Linked DNA regions of Mus musculus: region 1 is linked to region 2. Evidence: chromatin contacts called from public HiChIP or PLAC-seq data. All regions are on one chromosome and are shown on one strand. The core of a region is the stretch at or near the end of the contact, and the rest is flanking DNA. Distances in the headings are between cores, read along the strand shown.

Region 1 (6,264 bases), core at 2,472-4,971, 93 kb before region 2:
CTTACAAAAAGACATTGCATACATGCCTGACAATGCCACTATGCAAACCCATTATTTTGTATAATTAATAAACACTAATTGAAAGAAACATAACATTTACCATCATGCACTTTTAAGTGTACAATTAAATGGCATTAATACATTCATAAGTTTGCACAAACATCAAGGCTACCTGTCTCCTTTTCCTGTCTGTACAATGAAAATATATCCACCAAATGGTAACTACCTCAGTGGCATAGCAAGTTCCAGGCCAGGCAGGACAGTGTGAGGCCCTGTGTCAAACAAACAATCAGAAACTGAAAGAGGGAAAAAAAAAAAGACAGAAAAAGAAAAATTATAGTTTACTGAAACTAAGAGGAAGAGGAGGATCCAGAAGAAAGAGGAGGAGGAGGGAAGGATGGGGAGGAGTGGAAAAGGGGAGTCAGGGGAAGAGAAATGAGAGGGAGGAGGTGGAAAGAGGGAGGAATGGAAAAGGGGAACCAGGGAAAGAGGAGTGAGAGGGAGGAGGGGGGAGGGAGGAGGGGAAGGAGAGAGGAGGGGGAGACACATCCAGCATTAAAGCACCTCACACTTCTTTCCAAGTATCCCATTTCCTCCTACTGTGAGTAGCTTCTTTGGACTTGCACCCTGTTTCATGGATTCTGCCTTCATCTGGGCCTAAACTCTTGTTAAGGCCATTCAGGGAGCTCTGAGTTGGGTTTTTGGGGTTTTTAATTCTAGGTGTTTCATGGTGGGTTTTTTTTTTTAATCTTAGCTGTATACTGTCCAGTTGTTGAGAAAAATAGAAATTTAGAGACCTAGATTCTCCTCCCCGACTCTAGCACAACAAACCATGACCTTTATGTCTCTGGCTGATAATTCAAGTGCCTAGGTTTCTTACCATCTGTTTTTGGGCTGCTTCTCCTTCACCATATCTCCTCTCAGGTTTCTTTCGTCTTTGCTCCTGGGCTGGAGAAATATCTAAATGTTATTTGCAGAAATAAGCAATAGCTAGGGCAAGGCTGGTGGTGTTCTGGAAAGCTCCTTTTTGCATTTGCTGCAGATACAGACCCCCCAGCCACCTGCAGTTACACTGAGCTGAGGGCTGGAGAACTTGAGAATTCCTGAGTTTAGGGCCTGAGCCACCCAGATGATGCTAAGCTGGGCTACTGTCCAGCAGAGTGCTGACTTGCCTCTGCCCATCCCCTCACCCTTTGGGCACACTCCTCTTTGTTTTCAGTCAAAAGCAGGTGTGGCTGAGTATGGCCCACACCCTTGATGGGTCCTGGACTCCTATTTGTTTCCTTAACCCAGAAAGATGCCAAAAATGACAGAGTCCCTTCCTGGCCCTTCCCGAAAGGGCGGGATAGCCTGGGTTCCAGGATCTCCTCGCTAGCCTAGCTTACTCAGGGGAGTCATCACCATGCTTTAGATATTTCCTGCTTCTATGGAGATGACATTTGTGTGCTGCCATGAGATTTTCCTTGTCTTAGGAGGAGGGTTGCTCATTGTCACCGGAAGCTTGTCTTGCATTTCAACCTAAAGTTGTAAAGCACTTTCTTGATCACTTTAGCTCAGCTCTGTATAAAGGGTGTGGTGAGATCACATTCTCGCCCTCTGCAGATCCTGTGTCCAACAGACTTTTCACTGACAGTGTGTGCCTCTTGAGTGCTGTGTGCTCTGTGTAAAGATCTAAGTCTGGGATTCATTTCAGTAATAGACTGAAGTTTGCCTCCTTCCCCTTCAGGGCTTGGAGTCTTGACTCCAAGAAGAGTGATGACACCTTGGGGGTGATGGTGGTGATGCATGTGAATGACAGTCGTGTCCTTACAGAAGGGGCTTCGGAGTTCTCGCAGCCTTGCCGCTGTGAGGACGTGAGCAGCAGATTCCACTCTGTAAGCCACGAGGAGCTTGACAGCGCAATGCTGGCCTTCTAATCTCAGAACCCCAGCCCCCAAAGGCAAAGAATACTGTCTGTTTTCACAAGCCATCTAGCCTGATTAAATTTTTTTAATGATTTTTTTTTCTTTTCTTTCTTTTTAAAATATGTATAGATGTTTTGCCTGCATGTATGTCTGTGTATCATGTGTGTGTATGTCTGTGTATCATGTGTGTGCATGTCTGTGTATCATGTCTGTGTATCATGTGTGTGTATCATGTGTGTGTATCATGTCTGTGTATCATGTGTGTGTATCATGTGTGTGTATCATGTGTGTGCAGTGCTTGAGGAGAGGCCGGGAGAGGGTATTGGGTTGGGTCCCTTGGGACTGGTGTGGCAGATGGTTGTGAGCCACAACATGGGTGCTGGGAATTAAACCCAGGTCCCCTGGAAGAGCAGCATTAGCTCTTAATCACGAAACCATCTCTAGTCTTGGAGGGTTTTTTTGTTTTTTGTTTTTTGTTTTTGTTTTTTTGTTTTTTTGTTTTTTTTTTGAGACAGGGTTTCTCTGTATAGCCCTGGCTGTCCTGGAACTCACTTTGTAAACCAGGCTGGCCTCGAACTCAGAAATCCACCCGCTTCTGCCTCCCAAGTGCTGGGATTAAAGGCATGCACCACCACGCCTGGCTGAGTTTTGTTTTAACATCTGAATTGATGAAGACAATTCCATCGTGTCTCTCCCTGCCCCTGTTAGTTTTTGTTCTAGGCTGTACCTTACTGATAATCTTAATTGCTGAAGCCTTAGAATTCTTCTTGTTTGCCTTCTGTTCAGACTTGCTGTGAATCTAGTGTGATCAGAAACAGCTGTGTTTATGACATCAACCTTTATGCCCAGTATAAGTATACAGTATATTTATGACATCACACCCAAGTGCACAGGACAGCTCCATCCCTTTGACTTCGACAACTCTCGTAAAGTTTTGTAATTTTTCTCATCCTTTATTTCATAGTCTTATGGAATCTTCTCCTTAAAATAGCTTTTAAGGCTGGAGAGATGGCTCAGTGGTTAAGAGCACTGACTGCTCTTCCAGAGGTCCTGAGTTCAATTCCCAGCAACCACATGGTGGCTCCCAACCATCTGTTATGGGATCTGATACACTCTTTTGGTGTGTGTCAGAAGTAAGCTACAGTGTACTCGTATAACTAATAATAAATAAATAGTATTTTTAAAATAGCTTTTAAATTGTGTGTATCTATGTGGGTGAAGCTATGCATACATGAATGAACCTCTAAGGCCATAGGTGACCTGCCTTCCCAGTGATGGGATTAAAGGCATACACCACCATTATCTATCAGCTGGGATCCTCCCTTGAAAGTAAAAAAAAAGGGTTGTCAAAATTTACAAGAAGGGGTAGATTTTACTGTATATAAACAAAGGCTTAATTTTAAAAAAAGATTTCATAGTAGATGGTGCATGTGTAAATAGTAAAAATCTTACAGATCTGAGTCGGCCACTGAGAGATCTTAGAGCAATGGAATTTGAAACACAGAATCCTCAAAAAGAACTTGTATATCCAAGTCTGACCATGGTGTGTGTGTGTGTGTCGCAGGTAGTGTCTGTCGCCCGTACCTGAGGTGAGGTTAGGTCGTCTGGCATCCTGCCCTGTTGGCAGAGTGGTCCTGTTGGCAATCTGCAGTATCAGCCTCCACACAGTTCAGGTTCCTTCCATCCACATCCGCTAGTTCAAAGTCACCTGCTGGGGATGCCACCAACGCATCCAGGATCCAGGGGCCGTCACGTGTCCAGTTCACGTCCTCACCAGTGGAGGCGCTGTCACATTTCCTGGTCAGCTGCCCTCTCCTGCTGGGCTGCGACTCTGGCTTCATGGCCGCCCTCACTTCCGGCTTGGGCGTCCTGGGATACCTGCTGTTTCCGCTTCTACTGGCTTCCCCAACCTGGGTCACATCAGTTAGTCGCCGACACCCAAAAAGCCAGGCAAATTCACTGAGCGGTGACGTGGGTAGGCCCCTGTCCCAGGGTCTCGGTGGTGATCCTTTCTCCCTGGGTGGAACCTCGGCCCTAAGCCCTGGCCTGGCCCCTCCCCACTCAAATACACGATGTCCCTTCCTCCCTCCGTGGCCCGCCCCTCCTGTGGTGTGGCTTTGGGCCCACTCTGCATTTGTCCCCCTCCTCAGCCTGTGGCCAGCCAGTCCTGCAAGGCAAGCTCTTGGGTGGAGAGTTTGCTCGTGATCGGAAATGGCCGTGGCAGGTCAGCTTGCATTACTCTGGCTTTCACATCTGTGGTGGCTCCATCCTCAGTGCCTACTGGGTGCTGTCGGCAGCACACTGCTTTGACAGGTGAGAGGTTCAGGAGCTGTTAGGGGTGATGAGTGGAGCAGGGACACAGGAAAGGAGAGGACTCGACCATGTGCCCATGGCTTGGACTGCTGCAGTCATTGTTGAAGTCGTGCCCCCCCCCCCACACACACCCTCCTCCAACCCCCAACCTAAACACCATAGCTGATGCACTCATTCCCTTGATCTCAGACTTCAAGCTGCTCCCAGTGGACCAGCTTGGATTTATCAGCCCTAGCTGACTGGGCCAGTCAGTACTTAGGTGCATGGCCTGGCCTCTTGAGCACAGTCCTTTACAGACCAGGCTACATCCCCACTTGAGAAGTCTCCATTTACAGTGTGCCCCTGCCCCCAGCTTACCCTCCCTCCTCCAGCAAGGTCCTCCACACTAGAAACCGTGTTCCTCCACAGAACCTTCTTTGGTCAGATGGCCCTGTCTCCCAAGCCTCATCCAGTCAGGCCCACAGGGTTTAATCAGCTATTCAGGAGGAGGCCACAGAGGGGCCCATTGCATGACTATCTGGCTCTCAAAGCCCAGACACAGGCTCCTAAGACTTGATCCCCAAGTCTCCTTCAGTCTAAATCAGGACCTCTGAGGTCAGACTGTCAGATAGGCCTACACTGTGCTGCAAGCAGGCTCACGCTTTCCAACCCGGCAGACCCTGTCTGTGGGCTGGTGAGACAGGGGGCTGCAAGCAGTTGGCTTCTGTTCTGCTTGGCAGGGGGAAGAAACTCGAAACCTATGATATATATGTGGGCATCACCAACCTTGAGAAGGCCAACAGACATACTCAGTGGTTTGAGATTTACCAGGTGATCATTCACCCCACCTTCCAGATGTACCACCCTATTGGAGGGGACGTGGCGCTAGTGCAATTGAAGAGCGCCATCGTATTTTCTGACTTTGTGCTCCCAATTTGCTTGCCACCTTCCGACTTGTACCTCATCAATCTGTCTTGCTGGACTACCGGATGGGGAATGATCTCGCCACAAGGTATGAGCTAAGTAAGATCTCATGGGAGCAGAGCATAGAATGGCTCTCCCTGGCGTCTGGGAAGATGGTTAGGAGAACAGCTTAAGCCAAAAGATGCAGATTCTAAGGAAATAACCCATTGGAAATTTAAAACAAAAACAAAAACAAAAAACCAGCTCTCAGATATGAAAAATTCCTTTATGGGGTCTATGGTGGGCTTAGGGGGAATCAGTAGCCTTGGGGATAGATCAGTAGAAATTATCCACATTGAAACAGCAACAACAAAATATGTGTGAAAGGAGGACAGAATGATGTGTGTGAAAAACAAACTCCTCCTGATTGGACTGGGCTTCCCTGTGTGGGTGGGGCTTCCCTGTGTGGGTGGGGCTTCCCTGTGTGGGTGGGGCTTCCCTGTGTAGGACATGGCCTCCCTGTGTGTTGGTGACTCTTGCTTGTGGAGAGGGCTCTCTTTGAGTGGGTATTTCTTCTAGATTTCTCCTCCATTAACCAAGAACACAAGAATGTCTTTGCCTCCTTGCCTTCCAGGACTAAGAAAGACCTAGCTGAACTCAGATACACATCCTCACCTGGCAGTTCCTCTCCCGTCTCCCCTCACAGGCGAAACCGGGAACGAGCTATTGGAAGCCCAGTTGCCACTAATCCCTAGGTTCCAGTGTCAGCTGCTCTATGGATTAAGCTCCTACCTCCTGCCAGAAATGTTGTGTGCTGCAGACATCAAGACAATGAAGAATGTGTGTGAGGTATGTCCCATTTTTTTTTTTTTTTCAGATCAGAGCTGGCTCTGATGTAAGCAGGGGACTGTTGGTTGGGGGTGGCTGAACCCAGACAGACAGTGGATGATCAATATACGCTTGTATCAGACCTCAGTGCTGAGGCTCTGGGCTCTGTTGCAGCCAGAGAGGGGGCTACATGGAGGGGAGGGGATGGACGCTCATTCTGCACCTGAGGGGCATACCTGGTCTAGTAGATCACAGAAAGCCCCTCTTCCTTTTCAGGGTGACTCTGGCAGTCCACTGGTATGTAAGCAGAACCAGACCTGGTTGCAGATTGGAATAG
Region 2 (6,483 bases), core at 171-2,670:
TCCTGCACCAGATATAGATGCAGGGAGAGGTGGACAGACACAGTCCCAGACAGGCAGGTAGCACTCGCACACACACACACACACACACACACACACACACACACACACACAAACGTGAGAGCACATGCACGCAGAGGCTCTGTCCATAGGATGTGACTCTCTAAAGTCAGAAAAGCAATGGAGACTTATATGTCCCACTCCTATCTTGAAGCCTCAGTTAGAATAAAGCCTACCACCTCATTGGGTAAATAGGGAAACTAAAGCCCAGGACACCAGGAAAGGGTGTCACAGTACTCAAGTGAATAACAGTACTGTAGCCTGGCCTCCTCACCTATGTCTGTCCAAATGCAACCCACTTCAGCACCAAGTTACTTCTTCACACAGCCCCTGTCCGCCTGACTACAAGCTTCCACCATAAATAACAGTGGGTCCCCTGCTTGCTCCTGGAGGCTCGACAGTAGCTCACATGGAACTGGTGCCATGACACAAGGATGGGAAAATCTACTTGCGACCAAATAGAAGCTGGGGAGCCTTGGCCCAGGGAGGCCAGTGCTGGCCCAGGCTGGGCTGGCCTGCTGCCCATCTCCCAGTCCTGGACCAGCCTCCTTCCTCTACTGCATGTCACAGCCAGCGTCTCTGCTATATCCCTGGCCAGGTGCCCGGCCTTTCAACAGGAGCAAGGGAAGGAGGAGGGAGAAAAACCATTAGTGTTTGCCGGCTGCAGGCGTGGCTCACGTGGCTGCAGCCACAGGATGAAACTCCTAGTCTAAGGATGGGGCTATGTTCCAAAACATAGCGAGCTCTAAGTAGACGGCGATGCCTACCCCTTTAAAGACAAACTAGGAACAAGTAATAAAAAATTAACAGCATTAGTGAAAATGAAAGCAAGAGGAGTCTGAGATCTGATTGGCATAACACGGGCATTTTCACTGGTGTGGCTTGTTCTTGTTTGACACACACACACACACACACACACACACACACACACACGCTCGCGCGCGTGCGCGCGCATGCTTTTGTAAGGATAAAAAGTTTCAGCCTCACTTTCTAAGGCATAGTTTAAACATCTGCATTTTGGGATCATTTTGAGGGCGGCCTCAGCAGTTACCTGAGGTCTGAAGTGCTTAGGGTCCACTGCCTAACTTTGGCTGCCAGTCCTTCTGCTAGGACCCAAGAAAAGGCTTGGGGTGGGGTGGGGTGGCTGGACCTTTCAGAGAAGGAATGGCAGGAGAACACTAATTTTATTTGGTGGGGGTTTGTCCAGAGGACCTTACAATGTGATGTCAAGTTGGACAGTTAAAATTCTAGCCGAAAGTAAGATTGTAGGCTTCTCCCAAGAGGCTGTCCTCCACCCTGGTTGGCAGAGAGAGGGGAAATGGAATGAATTCCTCCCACCGTGAATCACAAAGGCCAGGTGCAGAGAAATGGGTGCAGCGAGGGTGTGCCTCCTCCCAGCTTCTCCCCAGGCCCAGGCAGGGCCCTCCTGCCCTAGCTGTTTCCATCACCCCAAGGCAGGGTTCAGACCTTACGGTGACCTCACAACTGGAGGAGCTGGATGTGGATTGGAAGTGACTGGTTACAGGGTCTCCCATTCTTAATGCTCTTCCTGGGCAAAAGATAAGGGCTCAGCCTAAGTCAGGACACGGGGTCCTTTGAGTAACCTGAGGGTTCTCTGTCTTTGTCTGCACATGGGTTTACACACGTTAGAGGGATCCTGTGTGAAAGGGGAGGGAAGAGTTCATACAACACTCCTGGAGGCTCAGGGCGGGCCCAGGGGCTCAGGAAAGACTAGGTGCGTTTTGGATGGGATGAAGACCCCCGTTTGTCTGGCTGGTAGCTGTCTCTTGGGCCTTGTAAGCAGGCAAGGGCGACTGGCTAACTGCCAGGGCTCAGGTCCCACTGGTCCCTGTCCCTTCTCCAACCCCTGATATCTCTTGGGGGTTGGATCTGATAAGTATTGGCCTTTAAGAGAGAGCAATGGCTCAAGAGGCCAGTGGAATTTCAGATGTCTAGGGGAAATTATGTCTATCATTAAGTTCTGGGAGAATCAGGTGGAGAAAGCAGAAAAGGCAGGTGGCAAAGGCCAGGTCAGGGCCCAGGAAGGCACTCAGGTGTTTCGAGTTTGGACTCAAGCCTTAGCAAAATGCTTGTCTTTGGAGTATCTTTACAGTTATGGAATGTCAGGCTAGAAGAGACCTCAGATCAGCAGCTTAAAACTGTGTTTCTGTCACTATGCTCCAACCCTACGGTTGGTCACCTACGGTTCAGCTAGGGACACTGAGGCTCCAAGAGTCTCAGAGGGCAGACCAGAATAGACCAGCACAGTGATGAGATGATGAGATGAGTCCTCACAGTTAAGATCATTGCTCTCATCTCCCTTGGTGACTCTCCCTTGATGGAAGTGGTCCTGTAAGTGAAGCCTGCCTCTTTTGTAACACTGTCTCATTTTGATGTGCTAGCTGCACAGTTCGGCTTGATGCATTTCTCTGTATTGGACTCATTCATGAATGTTACTTTGCTTAATACATTTTAAGACTATTACAGTGTATCAGGGCCAAGAGGATGGCTCAGTCAGTAGATTATGTATCTGTTACACAAGCACAAAGACCTGTGTTTGATCCTTAGGACACACATAAAAAAATTATCTGGTAGTATAGTTTTGAAATACCAGTGTTGAGGATGGAAAGACAGGCAGGCCCCCGAAGTTCACTGACCAGCCAGCCTAGCCTAAAATAAGCTATAGGTTCCAATGAAAGACCCTATAACAAGACATAGTTCCTAAGGAACAACATACAGGATTGATCCCTGCCCATCTAGTGCATGTGTTCACACCTGAACAGGAATGCGTGAGGGGGTGCCCTTGGGAGCCAGTGTGCCTTGGGGACCATTGTTTTTGCCATATCAACCTGAAGTCTTGATATAGGCTCCACTCACCAAGCCTTGGTTTCTTGTCCCAGGTGGTCTTGGGTCGCACCTGTCCTAGTTTGTCACATACAGGGTCTGTGAACATATCACTCGTGAGCTCCACCCAGGGCAACTGGAGCTGAGGGTGGGCAGATATGGGAATGGGACAATGATGAGAGATCTGAAGGGACACACACAGCAAGAGATGATCTGTGGAAAGGTCCTGAGTAGCATCAGGAAGGGGCAGCTGTCCACAGGCTAAGCCAACAAGCTTGTGGCATGTCGTTGTGTCATGTGCCCCTGGAGCTTGGACACAAGGTGCCTAAAAGGTGGCATCTCCCAGAGATGCCTTTTTGTTCTGGGTGTTGGGACTCAGGTAGGGGTAGAAGAATCCAGTGCAGTGAGAAGAACAGTGCTGTGCCCCTTGGTTCTTGTCAGAGCAGAGCAGATGCCCCAGATTTAAGAACTTTTGCAGCTCAAGGTGTCAGCCAGACCAGGAAGCCACTTCTAACCTCACTCGCATTGTTGGGGCTCATTTTGTGTTTTTGTAGGACTGAGTTCTCCAGGACTGGGTGGCTGTGGCTTAGGGTAGCCCCTGAGAGTCCCTCTGTGGTCTCAGAGCCAGAAACTCGGAGGCAAACTCCATGCTTTGGATCCAACTTCTGAAAGCACACGAGTAGCATAAACTTAGAACTCAGTGTATGCCCCAAAGTCCTGACATTCTGGGCATAGTTTTGGACCTCAGAACTCTGGGAATACCTCAGAATTTGAGGTGCTGCTAGATTCTGGGCTTGGAGAGGCTTCTGGGGATAGGGGATGGAGTCAGGCAGCTGTGTGTGCTAGAGAGCAGCTGTACTCAGCCTAAGCTGTAGAAACCTGGTGGGCATAGGGACCGCTGAATCATACTCCTGTGCAGTGTCTCAGTGCTAATCCCGTGCCCATGCTCCCAATGGGACAAGAAATAACATTCTCACCCCCAGCTCTGCTCATTGCCATGGGACCTCACCCTGGATCGCAAAAGGAGATGACACGCTGCTGTTACAGCCACATCACTGAGGGAAGACAGCTATCATCATAGTGGGTGAGAACTGGAGAAGAAGGTTACAGATGCTGTTGCTGTTTAGCGCAGCCTGTAGAAGTCTAGCACACACAATAGCAGGACCTCCCCCCCGCCCCCTAAAAAATTCCACCTTGCTCGCCTTCCTATAGCTCAGCTGATTTGGTTCCTCATAGCTGTGCTGTCTCCACTTTCCTTCTGGGCTGTTTTGTTTAGTTTTTCATTTTAAATATATTTTATTTATTTATTGTATGTGTTCATTTGCACTTGTGCACAGGCCACAGCATGCTTGGGGTGGGGGGGTCGGAGGACAACTTCAGGAATCTGTTCTCTCCATCCACAGTGTAGATTCTAGGGAATCAATGATGTTTGTCAGGCTTGGCAATAGGCACCTTTAGTCACTGAAATCTCTCTCCCACCCTGGAATGTGTCTTGATGACTGTACAAAGGGCTCCTGGCACTCACCTTGGAGACAGTGTCCCCTCATTCTGATGTTAAGAAAGAGTAAACCAGTACATACTTGTGGTCCCCGGTGAGGGAGGTTGAGTCTAAAGAATCATGAGTTTGAGGCTAGTCTGAGCTACCTAGCCCGGGCTAGCCTGAGCTAGGCTGAGCTTGTTGCTTAGTAGTAGTTGCCTGGCTGGGGCAAGTCTCATTAGTGGAGAAGGAGGAGGAGGGAGAGAGCCAGGAAATGGTAAGTTAGCCAGAAGTTTAGGAGAACACTTGAGAAAGTCCTGGGGAGGGTCAGAAATTCATTGGCTACATGAAGAATTAGAGACTGAGATATATGGGACTCTGTCTCAAAAACAGAAAAATAAATAAATGAATAAATGTTTGACTTTGTACAGCTTTCCTTCTGTATTCTGTAGGCACAGGCTTAGCCAGCTGAAAATTGAACATGTTTGGAAAAACTGGGCATGGTAGCACATGCCTTCAATTCCAGCACTCTGGAGGAGGCAGAGGCAGGTGGATCTCTGTGAGTTTGAGGCTAGCCTGGTCTAGAGAGTGAGTTCCAGGGTAGAGTTTAGTTAGTAGAATGCTTGCCTCGCACACACTCGGGAAGTAGAGACAGGGGGAGGAGGATTTTAAGGTCATCTTTAGCAACTTAGCAAACTGGAAGTTAGTCTGCACTACATGAGAGACAGACAGGCAGGCAGACAGACAGACAGAACTAAACAAACTAATACAAACCTAAGCTGACCATCACAGCCCAGCTGAAGTCCAGAAGTTTATCGAACCTCCTCAACCCTGCCTGCCCGTCTCCATCGTATGACAGCCACCCTGTTCAGTCTTCAGCATTCCTTCCCACAAGGCCTCTGTGCCTGGGCTTTCCTGATGGTCCAGCTCTCAGGGAACAAGAAATGATCCAGGCTGCGATTCAAGGCACTTCAGAGGCTCTTGGGTCCAGAGAATGTTCTCTTCCACCTTTCTAAGTCCATGAGAGAGAGCAGGAGGGATCCTGCTGGTGCTGCCCACACCCTGGCCTCCTAGCTAGGGGAGGTGGCGAGCAGGGACCTGCCCAGAGGAAGGGAAGCAGAGAAGGCTGACTCAGCATCTCCAGAGGAAGGGGGCTGGGGCGCTGCCATGGACCTGGGAAGTCCCTTCTCTGCCTTCCTTGGGGGCCACTCCCAGCAAGGTGGGTGGGGAGCTGAGGTCTGACCACTCCATGCCATTGGAAGGAGCCCCCTCTTCAGCAGCATCCTCTTCTTCCGAACCCACATCATCAGCACCCAGGATGAGTGCTGGTTTCTGGCATCTAACAAAGGAGACCACCTACTCTTGGGAACTGGCCACTGGCCTAGGCAGTTCCTCCTGGGAAGACAGAAATGGCCAGGTTCTGGCCAGGTTCTCTTTTTCTGCTATTTGAGAATGCTTTCCATTGTCTCTAAGTCTCCTAGTTAACTGCATTCACAGAGTGAAGATTGTCTTCTTTTTGGATGGATAGACAGATGCCCTTACCCTCTTTCTGGGAGCTTTGAATGTGGCTCAGTGGGTAGAATGAATGCCTAGCATCTGTGAAGTCCTATGTTTGATCCCTGGCACTGCAGAGGCAGATGGATCTCTGTGAATTTGAGGCCAGCCTGATCTACATAGTGAGCTCCAAAACAGCCAGGGCTATGTAGAGAAAACTTGTTTCCAAAAAACCACAAGAGGCTGGGCGATGGTGGCACACACCTTTAATCCCAGCACTTGGGAGGCAGAGGCAGGCGGATTTCTGAGTTCGAGGCCAGTCTGGTCTACAAAGTGAGTTCCAGGACAGCTAGGGCTACACAGAGAAACTCTGTCTCAAAAAACGAAAACAAACAAACAAACAAAAATAGAGGAGGAAGAGGAGGAGGAGAAGGAAGACGAGGAGGAAAGGAGTAAGGTAGGGGGAGGGGGGGACATTGCCCAGGCCAAAGGAAAATCTTGCTTTGTCACAGGTAGGAGAGTCTTGGTGAGTGTGGGTGCAGTGGGCAGTGGGGTTCATGGGTGCTGAAAGAAGGAGAGCTGAAGTCCTTCTGGATGTGGGTAACAGGCAG

What was found. HiChIP or PLAC-seq counts read pairs in DNA pulled down with a chosen protein or histone mark.
Region 1: a contact with region 2 is called in an H3K27ac HiChIP or PLAC-seq map of embryonic stem cells, with 7 read pairs. The contact joins the promoter of Prss38 here to the enhancer-like site in region 2. A contact is called at or near these places in 4 of 39 promoter capture datasets (cranial neural crest, hippocampal neurons, second pharyngeal arch cranial neural crest and 1 more), 2 of 115 datasets of contacts at active chromatin or transcription factors (both in embryonic stem cells) and 2 of 9 other capture datasets (adipose tissue and liver).

The regions. Positions count from the first base shown.
Region 1 is chr11:59,373,110-59,379,373 of GRCm38.p6, reverse strand. It overlaps Prss38 (protease, serine 38), which reads left to right and starts at 3,721. Exons shown (of 5, transcript NM_001045521.1): 1 at 3,721-3,879; 2 at 4,055-4,217; 3 at 4,937-5,208; 4 at 5,806-5,948; 5 at 6,204-6,264. The coding sequence starts at 3,744. Gm15755 (a long non-coding RNA gene) reads right to left here and starts at 3,960. Exons shown (of 3, transcript XR_388692.4): 1 at 3,489-3,960; 2 at 881-948.
Region 2 is chr11:59,277,273-59,283,755 of GRCm38.p6, reverse strand. The region is part of intron 1 of Wnt3a (wingless-type MMTV integration site family, member 3A); the gene reads left to right. Among named protein-coding and RNA genes, the nearest start is that of Wnt3a, 10 kb to the left of the region's middle. Within about 2 kb of position 1,420, at least 19 of the 459 cell types and tissues checked have an H3K27ac peak or open chromatin away from gene starts, as enhancers often do. A contact at or near this core is called in embryonic stem cells, where this site is marked.